Linked DNA regions of Hordeum vulgare: region 1 is linked to region 2. The links are chromatin contacts, called in public Hi-C maps. All regions are on one chromosome and are shown on one strand. Each heading gives the region's core, a stretch centred on a gene start, on an enhancer-like site or on the middle of the called end of the contact. The rest is flanking DNA. Distances are from core to core; before and after follow the strand shown.

Region 1 (5,212 bases), core at 2,204-4,703, 430 kb before region 2:
TCTCTCTCGAGGGTGTCCAACAAAGATCTCTTAGTAGACCCCAATACAATGGAAACCTCTCTAGTCAGACACTGCATCTCAGGCATCATCTCCTCTTCATCCTCATCAGATTCCATCATATCAAACTTACGTAGCTGTTCAGAACAGTAGTCCAGATGGACTGACATAGGCACAACACTGTCACCAGTAGGAGAACCCGTATTCACCTCCAGATCCTTCTCCATACCTGTCTCCAGATACGCCATCCCTTCTTCAGGTAGTTTTTCCTTAGTTTCCTCAATGAACTCCTCATGCATTACATCCACCAGAATGTGGGGGTGGAAATGAGCTGCAGAAACAACATCCCCTTGAACACCTTTCCTGCCAGTTCCATTATCTGGATTCTTGGTTTGAAAGTTAGCCTTATCAATCTCATCAATTGCTTAATCTTCTCCATCATCCCCCATGTCATCTCCCCATCCTCTCCTCCCTTTTCCTCATCATTGACCTCATGAGAGTCTCCATCAGGATCAACATCATCTCCATCAGATTCTTCACCAATCTGATCAAAGCCCTTTACAGTGAAAAACAGGATATAGAGCTTCCTCTTCATCTCCACCAACCTTTCAAAAGGATTTTTTTTGGGATCTCTGCAAGCCACTTTAATTCTTACCACCTCATAAAAACTCTTGAACATCCCATTCCAATCCACATCCACAAGGATGCCAAAGCAAGCAACAACCTGAGCAAAGATCTTCCAGGCACACCACTTTGGAGGGATTCCTTCAATCTGAACACAAGCTTCAGTAAATTCTCCAAAAGGGTCAAGCATGCCTTGAAATTCACACATTTTTACAGATACACCATCAATAGGCAGTTCAAACGCAGGGAACTCAATCAGGTCCTCTACATTCTTCCAAGGTGAAAACCTTAACAAAAACTTCTTCTCCTCCAACTCTCTGATCTGCCACGACCAATCCTTGTTCTTACAGAAAATCCCATTCAGCTGAGTTAGTAACTCTGAAGCAGAAACTTCACCTTTAATCACCTTAAGGATGGCACAATTCTTATAATTCAACGAGCTTGATTCAGCAGCCACAAGAATATCTATATGGTAAAAACCTAACCCAGCAGTTGCACTACCGAAATAAGTAGCAGTAGGTTGTGGTTTAGCCCAAGCTGCACAGTTGTTCGCATTGTGGTTCCCAACGCACATGAAACACATTTTTGCCTCAATGGCCCTGTTTGGATACTCTAGCTTAGCTAGTGGTTAGAGTTAGTTTTTAGCTCATGACTAACCCTAAACTAACTCTAGCCAAATAGGTGTTTGAATGGAAGGGTTAGATTGACAATAGATGCACTTTATGGAAAGAGAAAAGTGATTTTTAATGGGCCCCATGAAAACTAGCTCCAATTAGCATCTCTTGGCTAGTGGGAGAGAGAGAGAAAAATATTTTTTAACGAACCCCATGAGAACTAGCTCCAATTAGCATCTCTTGGATGGGATAGTTTTTTTTGGGTGGGTTAGATGCAACTAGCTTCAATCTAATCCTTATGTTTGGATACTTTAGGGCTAGTTGAACCCAAACTAGCTCAAACTAACTCTAGCCCATGAATCCAAACAGGGCCATGCAATTTTCAACATAATGACCAGACCAACTTAAATTAAAGCATACTGTGTATTTGTAGCTGGGGTCAAGGGCCTGCACTGCAGGAGCAGGAGGGTCAGCAGGAACAGGGGCATGCAAGATCTGTTCCTTTTTGGCTCCAAATGCCTTTGCTTGATTTCCAGCAGGGGTTGGTCTCCTGAGGATATTTTTAGCAAATTATTATGAAAACGCTGGTTCCGAGCGTCCACGCAATTATTATTTTGCTGATGCGGATTATTTTTCTTAAAAATTACAGTACTTGTGAGGTAGTAGAACAATATTGATATTTATTCTCTGTTACGAATCTAGTGTAGGCACGTGGTATTACTTGCTGACGCTTAGATCCCGGCACTGTTGCACGAATTGCGCCACGCTGCTGTAGCTCGTGCCGCCATCGGCGACTGCCTTCGCCGCCGCATCCTGGACGCATACCGCCTTCTTCCTCACCGTCTCGTCCGCCATTACCGCCTTCACCTTCTCCGCGATATTATCCCCGCTCACCACCCCTTCCTCCCCCTCCCAGCTCCACCGCTCCTCCCAGACACCGAGCCCGCTGCGCGCCACCACGCCGGCGTTCACCCGCTGGTCCCCGAACCTCGGCCACGCCAGAATTGGCAATCCGTTCGCCGCCGCCTCCGTCACCGAGTTCCAGCCGCAGTGGCTGATGAAAAGACCGATAGATTCCTGCTTCAGGACCTCTTCTTGCTCCACCCAACCCTTGGTCACCATGCCTCGCCCCTGCACACGCTCCAAGAACCCTTCGCCGAGCAGCTCGCTGAGCTCGGCCTCGTCGTCTCTGTCGACGATGGTGCTTTTCACCACCCACAGGAACCGGTGGCCGCTGGCCTCGAGCCCGACGGCGAGCTCCCTGAGCTGGTCCTTGGATATTGCCTTGCGGCTGCCGAAGCTGACGTACACCACCGACCTCGCCGGCTGCGCCTCGAGCCACCGGATGTAATCAGGTTGGTTTTCCGCCGGTTCACCTGCAGAAAAACTCACCGGAGCGAGTGGCCCAACCGAGAAAACTGGTGGGAACCCGATAGCGACGGAGCCATCCCGGAGTGCAGATATGGCTTCTGGCTCGAACGCGTCGAAGGAATTGACCAGGAGGCCGTCGGCTTTCGCGAGCTCGCGGCCGTTGGCGACGAACTGCCGGGTGAAGAGGTGCTCGGGGTGGTGCAGCGCCTGCGGGATGGAAGCCTTGGGGATGCGGTACACGCCGGGGACGTCGACGTCGCCGACGGGGCCGCCGGCATTCGCGTCGAGGTAGGCGGGGAAATGGACGCACAGGGAGAGCATCGCGGCGGAGGCGGTGAACAGTACGTAGCAGGGGAGGCGGAGTTCCTTGGCGACGGGTATGACCACGGAGGCCAGCGCGATGTCCGTCACGAGCGCCGACGCGCTGGCGCCGGCGAGGAGCGGGCCGAGGAGTGGCGCGGAGCGGCGCATGGCCTCGAAGCGGAGGAAGAAGGGGTCGGCGCCGGGGAACTCGGAGGCGTCGAACTGCGCGAGGTGGAAGTCGAGGCGGCGCACGGCCGGGCACGCGCCGAACAGGGCCTCGAGGTGGGCGGACTCGGCGGACGACACGGTGGGGAGCACGGTCGCGACCGAGACGCCGCAGCCGTGGCCGGAGGAGGTGAGAGACACCGCTAGGCGGCTGAACGGGACGAGGTGGCCCATCCCGGCGCTCGGGAGGAGCACGACGTGGGGCAGGGCGCCCGAGGCGTCGCCGGAGGTCGGCATTGCCGCCGAGACCGTGGTTTTCTTCTTTCTCTTGCTGCGAGGAGGATGCTCTCCTCTTTTTGGCTGGCTGGTGCAGGGTGTAGGTTCTGCTCAGTACAGGTGTCTTAATACCAGGGGAGGAGACGGTCTCGTTGTTTTTGGGAGAGACGTAGCAGTGCTCTGTACCACACGACTCAACAACCAGATCACAAACGATTAGCCAGTCAGCGGCGCAGTAGGTGTAACGCCCGGACAGATATGCCTGCACATCGGGTGTGAAGTGTGAACTTTATTGCGAAAACGAAAAAGATATCCACAAGAACACAACAAATCACCAAGACGTGTTTGTTGAGAGAATACCTGGTCCACCGGCGCTTGTGGTGCACCCGATGCACCAAGCTCATGTTGCAAATTTGAAGTCGTTTGAAAAATTCAGGAAATAAATAGGATGCTCACACGACATGTGTGTTAAAGAATTTGAACTCAAACTTTGAAATGTATGTCAGATAATAAATTAATGACACATGATGAGTACAGTACATATCAAGGTAAAAACCATGTTATGCATTATTTCAAAAAAAAAAAACCATGTTACGCAACTCGTTTGATCTTCTCGAGTGCATCAATGACCAGTTTGGTGTGTGATGTTTGGACACTTGTATGTGCATTGGGGGTGATTAGATGCATCTTACAATTCTGGTTTGTGTAAAGTTATGTTTTGCTCATCTTTTTCAAATGTGGCAAGCTTATCATCATCATACACATTACTTGACTGGCTGTGCGTTGCTACAAATCAACAAATGCATTTGTAAGCAATACTCATTTTCCTTCCCACGAACGGAAACATTGCATGTAATGTTCAACCACGACACAAATAGAATCAGCTTGTTCTCTCTATTCCAACAAATACTGCACCCCTTTAGCGTCTTCATCACCTTGTTGTCCATACACCATACATCCTCTCAATCTATTAGGCTCCACTCTGCATGTGGCTTCTATGTCGTTGTTTTGATGCCTCACTCTACTATGTCATCATGCAAAGTGGAACACAATCAATAAATTTTCAGATATAAGGCACCTCTCATTAGTATAAATAATAAGAAAAATGGTCATATGCCATGAAACGTTCTTTCCACCACATGTTTATTCACAAATTGATTAGAATAATGCTTTGTTTTGTCTCCATCCTTCGCATGAGCTCTCCTTCGTCCATCTTCACCTAAGATGTGACTCCATCATTTTATCTCACTAAGATATTATTTCTGATGAACCTCGAATATACATAGAACAATCACATGACGAGGTTGCATCGTTATCATCCCATCACCTCTTCCATGAGCGGTTCCACTTCAGCTCTTTGGTCATTGCGTCATCGTTCTGCTACATCGTCACCCTGCTTCAAATCCACTTTGATTCTAGATAAAACAACTAAATGGACACAAAGAAAGAATGACACATAGAAAACAGCAGGTCGATAATTATTTAGTAACTAACCAAATGGCTTCAAAATATGTTGAGGCATAGTTAAAGCCACTATTTCTTTTACCCATTGTCAAAGCTATTTGATGACCTGCAATGAAAATTTCAAGAGCACCCTCAATTTCCTCAACCAACCGATGCTTACTCGATAGCTCTAGAACTTGTGGAATATAAGGACTATAAAGATCTACCCATGAAAGGTGAGTAATTAGCTATGTTTCTTACTGTTTCAAAGTAATAAACCAACATAACCTTTTGTGTGCTTCCAAGGAAGAGACACACACCATGATATAAGCATTCAATCGCAAGTAACTAAACAAAAGAATATACAAATGGTTTCAGTTTGACCTAAAAGTGTGCATCTTCATCTAATGTCCAGTTGA
Region 2 (5,311 bases), core at 342-2,841:
TGTATAGAAAAAGTTTACAATATTTATGAAAAAAGTAGATATCAAAAATATATTTCAAAGAATGATAATCATTGATTTGAAAACTTTTAAACATGTGTAAAACAATTTCCAACATATATGATAAAAATGTACAATGCATATGAGAAATGTAGACATGTGTTGGAATAAAACCGAGAGAAAATCAGTGAAAACTGAAGAAATAAACAGAAAACCAAGAAAGTGAGATCGAAAACTAAGACAAAAAAAGAACAAAACCGAAGAAAAGACCACAATATCTGATGATAAAAAGAACAGCGGAAACAGAGAACTATAAAAAACAGAAGAAATCCATAGAAAACCTGTGGAAAACTAGACTTCTAACAGTGGAAAAAAAGGGAAAATAAATAGAAAAAGAAGTCGAGCTGATTGGGCCCGGCCCTCTGTTTCCCACTAGGCGATTCGTATTTGCAATTGGGTAGCTCCTAGTCAGCGGTCCAGTTGTCCGGTAACGATCCAGGAAACACTCTATTTGACGCTCTTTGGGTCAAATAGGCGGACAAACGCACAGAAGCTGTCAGCCAGCGACAGGTTTGGGCCAGCCCATTAGCAATACCAGTTTTCGGAACCTAGGATTTTAGCAAATTTTCTTCGGTTTTGGGAACTATCTACAAGATTCCCTGAACTGGTTTTCATTTTTAACTTTTTTTTATTCTTTTTTTTCTGTTTCTGTTTAAAAATGTTTCGGAATTTAAAGAAATATTTAAAATTGAAAAAAATAGTTCTGAAATTTGAAAAAATGTTCCGTATTTTGAAAAATATTCCGCAATCTGAAAAATGTTCCTAAATTGAAATTTTGATTCAGATTCTCAAAAATTGTTCGGTAATTTGAAAAAATGTGCCGAAATTTATAAAATGTTCCAGAATTTGAAAAACGTTCCGGATATTCATAAAATGTTCCGGAAATTGAAACAATATTCTGAAATTTGAAAAAATGTTCCGAATTTGGAAAGGTGTTGCGGAATTCGAAAAGGTGTTGCGGAATTTGAAAAAATGTTCTGGAATTTTCAAATTCAGCAACATTTTTCAAATTGCAGAACATTTTTTTCAAATTAAGGAACACCTTTTCAAATTCCGGAACATTTTCCCAAATTCGGAACATTTTTCCAAATTTCGGAACATTTTTTGACATTCCGTAACATTTTATGAATATCGGGAAAAAATTCAAATTTCGGAACATTTTTTGCAAATATGCAAAAAAAATTCAAATTTAGAATCAGTTTTCACATTGCGGAATATGTTTTCAAATTACCGAACATTTTTTCAAATTTCAGATCATTTTTTCAAATTCTGAAACATTTTTGTCAATTCTAGAACATTTTGAAAATTCTGAAACATTTTTTGAAAATCCAAATCATTTTTAAACAGAAACAGGAAAAAAAGACTAAGAAAAAAAAAGCTAAAAATGATAAATAGTTCAGGGAATCTTCTAGATAGTTCCCAAAAATGGCAAAAAAACTGGTTCCGAAAACAGGGATTGCTATGGCCCGGCCCAAACCTGTCGCTGGCAGGCAGCTTGTGTGCGTTCCCCGCGTATTTGCCGCATAGTGCGTCAAATAGAGTTTTCTTGGAGATCCCAGGATCCAGCGCCTACAATTTCACTGCAACGGTCTGGCCCACTAAGACGCACGCAATCAGTCCAGTTTTTTTATTCTATTATTTTGTTTTACGTTAATCCAGAAAGAAAAATCGTCCAAATTTTGTATTTATTATGAAACTGAAAATATTAAACTAAAAATATTTTACAGACTTGAAGAAAAAGTTTCATCCATTTTAAAAAGTATTCATATATTTTAAAAAGTTTCATCAATTTTTTTAAAATTTAATTGAAATTGAAACAAAACTTCAGAAATATGGAAAAATCACAATAAATTTGTAAAAAAACTTACTAAATTTGAAAAACAAATCACAGATATTGAAAAAAAGTTCATGTATTCTTTCAAGAAGTTCATTGAACTGAAAAAAAAGTTTAAAACCTTAAAATTTTCATTAATTCTGAAACAAAGTCGTCTATTTTAAATAGATGTTCATCCATTTCAGAAAATTTCATAAAACTTTAATATTTTGTAAAAGGTTGATCGATTTCCCGAGAAAACTTCATCAAGTTCTTAAAAAATTCATTGAAATTTAAACAAATTCATCGATATTCAATAATTCATAGAGTTTTTCAGAAAAAGTCATCATCCGACGACTAGATGGGCCGGCACATTTAAGAATGCTGCAGGCGCCAGTTAACAAAATGCACGTTCATTGGCGCATGCAGCGCTAAATAGAAAATGCCTTGCAATTGGTACGGGCGAGACATATCCCTAGCGGTCACAAGACAGCGCAACAGGCTTTTAGGAGCAGCTCTCGAGATGAATTTGAATATGGTCATGAATTTACTAAAATCGTTAATTAAGACATACTCTTTGCAAAGGTCGCTATTATTTCCTTAGGTTGTCAAAATTAGTATATTACATGTGCGTCAGTTGTCATAACCTAGAAGTTATCTATTTTTCATAGATTTGTTTATCAAAACATTTTATCTCTTAAACCGTGCGTCTAAATCTTGAACCGTTTTCACCTTAAATTCCTCGTGTTGACGTCTTCAAAACTAGATCTCAGGATGATAATTTTCTATGAATTGTTTTCCATGAAACACATTTTTTTAATTTTTTTCCTTTCCGAAAAGGCACAACTATTCCTGTCGTGAAAAAATAACGCCTTTTTGTTCTTTTCGAAGAGGTACAGGCATGTGCCTTACGGAAGTAAATCCGTGCAGGATGAAAAGTAAATTTATGACTCCCACGAGAAAAAAATAATTATCCATTCTCCGAGAGGCACAATTTTGCCCCTCGCGAAAACAAATCCATGCCTTCATGAAAAGAAAGTCTATGCCGCTCGCGGTAGGAAATAATATGTTTTTATTTTCAATTTTCCTAGAGGGACATGTGTGCCTCTCACGAGAGCAATTTTATGCTTCCGCGAGAAGTAAATTTATGCATTTCGCGATAGCAAAATAATGTGTTTTTTAGTATTTCAGAGAGGCACACCTGTATTTTTTTTCCTAGAGGTACAATTGACGAGAACAAATTTATGCATTCACAAGAAGTAAATGTATATCTCTGAGAGGAAATAAAATACGGTTTTTGACAAAATTTATTTTCTGTCCAAAACCTAAGAAAACCAGGATAAACCGAAAGAAGGGGGAAATCCATCTAAGTATTGTAGAAGCGTACAAAAGATTTCAAAATAAAATTTAAAAAAGGCATCAGCACGCGTCGAATGGCGACGGCGGCTCAGAGTGCGCCCAGTGATGCGCTCACAGCCACCAAGGAGTACTAATTGTTTAGTTGTTTAACGCCCGCCACAGGAGCCACCATAAATGCACAGGTCCAGCGGAGGAGCAAATCTCGCTGTATAGGCAGGTCCAGCGGAGGAGTCCTGCTCTCGCGCCCACAATTTTATTATTTTTATTTGATACTTTTATTTTGATTACTAAAATTTAAAACAATTCTTAAATTTGAAAAAACTTTCATTGAACGTTCTAAAACTGTTTATGTAATGGGAAAAAATATTTTAACTTGAAAAAAATAGATTACGTTAAAAACAATTGACATTTAATATATGTTCATGTATTTCAACAAATGTTTCTTAAGAAAATGTTTTCACAACAAACCAAGAAAATCCACGTAAATCAAAATAATATTTTTCCCCTTCAAATTATGTGTGTAGCGTTTTAAAAAATGCCTCTGGAATTGTTTTAAAATAACATACAGTGCAAAAAAGTGTTATATATTTTTTTAATGTAAAGTCATTGGAAAAATGTGACTAAATTTTAAAAATGTCCATGTGTTTAAAAAGCAGGTTTCTGGAATTTATTGGAGAAAAATTTCATGTAATTCAAAACATTGTGACGTGCGATTCAAAGTAATGTTCAACGTCTATTTCATTTTAAGCATGTGTTAAAAAATGTTCAAAAAATGTATTCAAAAAAACATAAATCAAAATGTTCAGTGTGTACTAATAAAGTGTTCCAGAAGTATATGAAAAAATGTACATTTTGTACTAAAACAATAGTATGCTGAAAAATGAAAAAAGAGACAAAAAATGAAGAAGAATGTAGCAACCCATAGAAAGAAACTAAAATCCAAAAATAAAATCTGGAAGAAAGAAAAGAAAAAAAATGAGAAAAATCTTGTTAAGGAACACATAAACCCTAAGAAAAATCGAAGAAACGAACTGAAGCCAAAAAAATAATTGAAAGGAAAATTTAGAAAAGAAGAAGAAAACAAGTGGAGAAATGCAGAAAAACCAAAGAAAATACTGAAAATCAAAACAAAAAACCATAAGAAAAACTTAAAGGAAACCAAAGGAAAAACATACAAGTGGATTGGCTTTTAGCAAAACTCCTTCATGCGGGATTAATATATGACTCGCTATAAGCAAGAAATAGCTCTCGAGTTGTTCCAACCCCGTATGCATTGTGCCACCAACGAGCCAACTCATCTAGCCCACGAATGGCCCCTCAAAAAGATCTAGCCCACAAATTGCATGTACCAATGGACACATCTAGGCTAGCTCGCACTCTGCAAGTGCGTGCATGCAACCCACACCTACTAGACGACCGGGGTGTATGAACACAGCCTAGCTCGGCCCCAATATGCACTCACTCCTGGACTGTGTCGCCTCGTGCCCTAGCCCATCCTGCGTATCGACACCCAATTTTCTACTCACCCGGTCTCTCCCAAAACACATACTGCTTTCGATCTCTTTTCACAAGACAATCCCCAATATTTGCCAAGGTCCTTCTGACCGCCCATGATTCTGTACATACACCATGTCCATTTGTAGATAACTTACATGTTGTTATCCTTTACTCAACTACACAAACCTTCGAACAACCTAGAACACCGATTGCATCCCTGTTCGATACCACGAGATCCTTGGCTGGTAAAGAAAAGATTGGGAGCGGATTTGGCTCATTGTGAGCCCTTGGATGAAGCCCATCAAGAGAGGATGCTAGAGAAGCTCCTTATATACACCTCCTCAACCCTAGCCACCGCCATCAATCATCATTCACCAAGATCACATCCATCTTCATCTTCATTGTTGCTCCATCACCACCATAGAGGGAGTGAAAATCTCAGGGAAAGATGAGAGGGATCCACCACTGCGCTAACACCTCTACCAGCACTGCCATCTCCATCATCACCATGGCTTCCGCCATCATCATCACCGACGCCGCCATGCCCTCTCCCTTCACCGGCACGATGCTACCTTGTAATATGAA

What was found. Hi-C and Micro-C count contacts between places; a contact is called where the count stands out from the background.
Region 1: a contact with region 2 is called in a Hi-C map of seedling, with 4 times the contacts expected there. The contact joins the promoter of LOC123412801 here to the enhancer-like site in region 2. A contact is called at or near these places in 2 of 6 Hi-C or Micro-C datasets (leaf and seedling).

What each region holds. Positions count from the first base shown.
Region 1 is chr7H:128,729,299-128,734,510 of MorexV3_pseudomolecules_assembly, reverse strand. LOC123412801 (UDP-glycosyltransferase CGT-like) reads right to left here and starts at 3,453. Exons shown (of 1, transcript XM_045105744.1): 1 at 1,848-3,453. The coding sequence starts at 3,371. The coding sequence ends at 1,953.
Region 2 is chr7H:128,295,426-128,300,736 of MorexV3_pseudomolecules_assembly, reverse strand. No RefSeq gene overlaps it. Among protein-coding and RNA genes, the nearest start is that of LOC123408237, 160 kb to the right of the region's middle. Within about 2 kb of position 1,591, at least 3 of the 3 cell types and tissues checked have open chromatin away from gene starts, as enhancers often do. A contact at or near this core is called in leaf and seedling, where this site is marked.